2 separate regions of the Bombyx mori genome follow, and region 2 is linked to region 1. A link is a contact called in public Hi-C data. All regions are on one chromosome and are shown on one strand. The core of a region is the stretch at or near the end of the contact, and the rest is flanking DNA. Distances in the headings are between cores, read along the strand shown.

Region 1 (2,879 bases), core at 95-2,594:
CACTGCCAATCTTTATAATCGAATTTATCGTAACAAAATGCCAATAATTGGGTAGTTTATCCTAGTCAAAACTTTATAAAATATATCATATCTTTGACAGCACAATGAATGCCAAATGTTTCAGATTAAGAGGACTCATTGATGAGCTCACGGAATTGGATAAGAAACCTGATCGGCCGCCTATAGAGAGATTCGTACAGAGACAGGTATACTCATACGTTTAGAAACTGCTGATACGATTAACGTATAGAATTATTGTAGAATTGGGATCGTGGCGAATGAAATAAAACTATTCCATTTCTTCTTTTTCTCCACCTTATCCCACTAGGTGGGGCCGGCACAGCTGATTTTTCTCTTCCATTCTCTTCTATCAGCCGTCATCTCAACACTCACCCCTCTCTTTCTCATATCGTCATTCACACACTCCATCCGTGTCTTCTTTAGTCGACCTCTTCTCCTCTACCTTGCACTACCATTTCCATGCATCTCCTAGTCACATGCATCTTCTCTCTACGCATCACATGTCCATACCATGCTAACTATTCCACTGTTGCACTTTTATTGCTCTCTACCAAAATGTTCTCTGTTATTATAATTTAAATTTAATGGACATCTTTTTTTAGAGGAAGTGGTAGTCCTAAGAAAAAATGGATGGATTGCGTGAAAGTCGATATGCGTAAGAGGGGAGTAAGCGAAGAAATGGTATATGATACAGGAGTATGGAAGTAGGAAGCATGTTGCGCCGACTCAAGGTGACTCGGTGAAAGGACAGCAGAATGATGATGAAGTGACATCTTTTGTACGCCTTGCTCATTGAATCGCCTTCGCCATCTTGCTTTCTTTCTGCCATTCTCTTTTCCCTTTCTTACCATGTTGTTGAATGAATGAAATGAATGAATGAATGTTGGAATTATTACCAAAAATGTCACCCTGTCTGATTAAAACCAGTAGTATAATTAAATTAATTAGTAAATTCAACCTCGATAATAAATGCCTTTTTTTAAAATGACTAAGTTAGACACTTGATCGGTGACGGGCGTCAACAACAAGATATCTTATTTAAATCACGACTTATGACGTCATCGCCGTTAAAGTGCGCGCGTGCGAGAGAGACAGATATATTATAGGGAGATATATTCCCGCTCCACCCACTATAGTTCTTAAGTCCTTTTATCGTCTACCGTGAAATTGGAATATATGATGAAAACATTTGACAAGCGGTTAATTGTAACTAATTACGCAGTTATTCGGTACATAGGTTCTGGAGATGGCTCGCGACTGCCTCCACAAGTCTGAATCAAAGCAGGTGACCAGCACCTACTTCTACGACATGGCGGACAGTCTGGACCGGCTACTTGCAGAGGTGAGTTCTTCCACGCGACCCTCAGTCCAGTATCCAGGGGTATACACAGCCCACTGAGTTTCTCGACGGATCCTCTCAGTGGGTCGCGTTTCCGATCCGATGGTAGATTCTGCGAAGCACTGCTCTTGCTAGGGTTCGTGTTACCAACGTCATCAGGTTTGAGCCCCGTGAGATCACCTACTAGTTGAGGCTACGCTGATATAGCCTCTCAAGGCTATCAGCTTAGCTCCTTCATTGACCATAGCTTGAGGACATTACTCAGCTCTGGAGGCAGGATCTTGCCAAGATATTATAGTCTCAAGTATAGTTACAACGGCTGCCCCGCCCTTCAAACCCCAACCGCATTACTGCTTCACGGCAGATATAGGCAGGGTGGTGGTACCTACCCGCGCGGACTCACAAGACGTCCTACCACGAGTAAAACCCTTCTGCAGCATGATAGTATCCGGTTACATTTCGCAGACGAGAGAGAAGTCAGCCGAAGCGGGTGGTCAGGTGGCGCCGCTGGTCAACCGGCTGATCCTGGCGATGGCCCGGCCGGCGCGCCTGCTCGAATGTCTGGAGTTCGATCCCGAGCGGTTCTACAGGCTGCTGGAGGCCGCGGAGGGACACGCCCGACATTTGCAGGTAACACGAAAGAAATTTATAAAGGCGCAACCGAAAATACCTTGTTTTAAAAACTTTTGGACGAATGGACCGGTGTGCATAGTGCGAGTTTTTAATACGCTTTTATTAGTTTCAGACGTATGTGACGGAATCTTTGAACATGATTTTGACTCCCTCCAAAACGTCGGATTAACTCGAAATTTGGTATACTTATAAAGGACCGATGACAATTCAATATTTAAAAAAAAAATAACAATTTCGAAAAAAATTTAAATTCAACTAAAAAATTTAAACAAAATAATAGTTTAAAAAAACTAACAAAATACGCTTTTATAGAAAATACTACTAAAAATAAAAGCGTGGGTCGCATGCTATTAGTAGTTATAAATATTTTATGAACAGATATGAGCAGAAGTGTTATTTTGATATTATCCTGAAAAGCACCCCACGCTCTTTTTTACAATAAAATCATTTTTTCTTACACTATTTTTAATTCAAATTTATTAAAATTTATTTTCCATTTTTTAGTTGGATTTTCTATAAAATCGTATTTTGTTAGCTTTTTTAAACTATAATTTATTATTTAATTTAACGTTCTCGATAACGTTAACTGTTATTAGTTATTAAATAGTTATTAAAGTTTACTGAAATTTGTATTGTTGGAACGTTTGCCGCTAGAGGCTCTGTTCCTACTCCATACAAATGTGAGTTAACTTTTACGCTATCGAGAAAGTTAAAAAACTCGCACTAAGCAAACAGATCGTCAGCTTTCTAGTGAAATGGCCGTGTGTCCCTCGTGCGTAATGTCCACCCCGAATAGGGTGACCACGAAGACATTTGGATTAACATAGTCTACTTGATCCTCAGGGCATAACAGACATTCCACAGTACATCATCCACAAGCTGGGAC
Region 2 (2,700 bases), core at 171-2,670, 83 kb before region 1:
TCGGATATTATCAGTAAATAACCACCATCTTACTGAGACTTTATTTCATCCCATCTATTTAAAGCCACAAATTGATCAGTTTCAAATTGTAAATTAAAAATACATACTCCTTACGTATAAATTAGATTCAAACTAGGCTCGAAGGTCTTGTATCCGTTGGCCGTAAATAAATGTTCTATTATCAACATTTCTAATATAATATTACGTGTATACCATACCCATGGAGTTAATAAGTACCTACCTACAACCATACCTTTCTATTGAGTTTAGAAAATACCTATGACTCGAACTGACACAAAATATCTATGGCGATAATGGCCACAAGCTGTTCCAATACCTATTCTTCCAACCATTATTTTATACATTTTGTTTGAAAAAAAAAAAAAGAGTTTACAGTTAGTAATCTGCAACTGCAAAATGTGCTACTGGCCTTTTTTATTTCTCACTGTTATTTGAATTAAAATCAATTTATGGTTTAATCTCGTGTTATTTTTGTAACTTTAATATTCCCAACGTTTCGATTATTTTACACCTTTCGCGGTCAAGGCGATCCACCAATGGAAATAGAATGAATTTAAGCTAATATAGAAAACGAGACATGCAAACGCAAAACCAACTTGGTTTAATTAGCTACATTTCGTGAAAACCTAAGATATGAATATTATTGTTTAATAATTTGTCTGATTGGTAGCTCTGAAAAGAAAGAGAAGCTTGGTACTTTAACCTAGGCCCCAGTTAAGAAAGTGTTTTTAGCTTCTCAATCTTCTTTGCTGCACTAAAACGTCAAAGTCTGTTTCTAATACAGTGAACATGTAATCCCGTGATACGGTCACAATCTGTTCGTTGTTGTGTTATATTTATTAAATGGTTATGTTGTGTTGTGATATTAATATTATGAGCAAATGACTTTTTTTCGTAGTAAAACTCTTTCTGCCTTAGTAAGGTATTTGAGATCATGGTCTACCCATGGAACCCTTAGATTTTACAACGTGAACGACGCTACCTTACTTATAACAATCTTTAACCGTAGAGTATAGCAGTTGTCCTATCTTCCAACTTGGAACATAAGATTTTTTAGAGGCAAACATAGACCGAATAACCTAAATTGACTAGACTCTCTTTCATGCTCCTATTAAGTATCCTTCAAATCACCTTTCAAAATAAGCTACTAAATTAAATTTCCACAGTACCACGTTTAAAATAATATAACTTCTCCTCAATCGAATTATACAACGAAAAGGCAGGAGAAAAGGGCTTTGCAGGCAGTTCATTGATAAGTACAAAGTATTGAACGACAGCTGAGAACGTGGTGAAGTAAGAGTATTGAAATCAAAGTACAGAGTAGCCAAAAATAGGTTTGTTATAAAATGATATTTGGTATCGATACGTTTTGCCTATCCCTACTTTTCGGTTTGTAGTGTCGGCAGTGTTTGTGTGACGGATGCCAGTTTCTTTAGTCTGTGGACTTGGAATGTGGACGGAGTGTTGCAAATAACATGGCATAGCATAAAATAAATAATATTTGCATTTGCTGTGCGAAATACATTATTATCTAAATGTGTCGATACGTTTCGTTAAATATAAAAGGTGTCATGTGAAAAGACTGCGACTTTTAATTCTTTGCGCAGGGTAATAAATGGGGGTAGCTTTTGTGATTTTTAATGTATTGTGGTGAGTGGAGATGGATCGGCGTTGTTCCCAGTCCGTTCGGACGCTGGTTTTCGACGATTCGGACTCCGACGCGTCTAAAAGCGGGCAGAAGAAGGATTTGGCTTCAACAGGAGCTCCTTCGTCGTTGAATCAGAGCGCTGAAGGTGCGTGAAATGTCGATATTTTGTTATTGTGTAGGTACACTGTTTGTTTTCAAGGTTTGACCGCGGTCAATCGAATCTGCTTGAATGAATGTACGGCGCTAGTCGTTGCGCGTGAGTTATTAAACGAAATGTGGAGAAAAGCTATTCAAAATGAATTGAAAGAGCACCTCAGTTGATATAAACATGAATTTCATACTTCCTGAAATAGATTTAGATTTGTGTTTCGATGATAAAAATAAACAAAACCTTAACGATTACATATTGTTTGTTTCTCCAATGTATTTTTGTAATTACTCTCTGATATTTTTATCTGACAGGTAAAGAACAAACAAACAAACAAGTGTAATAATATAATTCAAGATTCATATTCAGTGGAACGGGACCAAGTTTCACTTCTTAGTTTTATTTTCATGAATCCATCAATTTCCCACCACTATCAGCTGTTTTCATCTAAAATATATCTATTGTTTCTTAAAGTACACATTAAGTAGGATTAAAAAACAAAGCTATTTCATAATTAGACCCACTTTTACAGTTTTTTATTTGGATTTCTCCTGTTCATTATTTTTGATGCTTAAAATACTTTGTACAGAGATGGGTGAACGAGCTCACAGCCCACCTGGTGTTAAGTAGTTACTGGAGCCCATAGACATCTGCAACGTAAATGCGCCACCCACCTTGAAATACAAGTTCTAAGGTCTCAAGTATAGTTATAACGGCTACCCCACCCTTCAAACCGAAACGCATTACGCTTCACGGCAGAAATAGGCAGGGTGGTGGTACCCACCCGCGCGAACTCACAAGAGGTCCTACCACCAGTAATTACGCAAATTATAATTTTGCGGGCTTCACTTTTATTACACGATGTTATTCCTTCACCGTGGAA

What was found. A called contact is a pair of places that touch in the nucleus more often than the background predicts.
Region 2: a Hi-C map of midgut shows a contact between it and region 1, with 2.9 times the contacts expected there. The contact joins the promoter of LOC101740445 here to the enhancer-like site in region 1. A contact is called at or near these places in 2 of 7 Hi-C or Micro-C datasets (midgut and whole pupa).

What each region holds. Positions count from the first base shown.
Region 1 is chr27:1,792,841-1,795,719 of ASM3026992v2, reverse strand. It overlaps LOC101740445 (microtubule-associated serine/threonine-protein kinase 2), which reads left to right. Exons shown (of 38, transcript XM_021346221.3): 9 at 125-206; 10 at 1,259-1,363; 11 at 1,826-1,990; 12 at 2,837-2,879. Among protein-coding and RNA genes, the nearest start is that of LOC101740445, 83 kb to the left of the region's middle. Within about 2 kb of position 1,344, at least 3 of the 8 cell types and tissues checked have open chromatin away from gene starts, as enhancers often do.
Region 2 is chr27:1,876,237-1,878,936 of ASM3026992v2, reverse strand. LOC101740445 (microtubule-associated serine/threonine-protein kinase 2) reads left to right here and starts at 1,420. Exons shown (of 38, transcript XM_021346221.3): 1 at 1,420-1,814. The coding sequence starts at 1,682.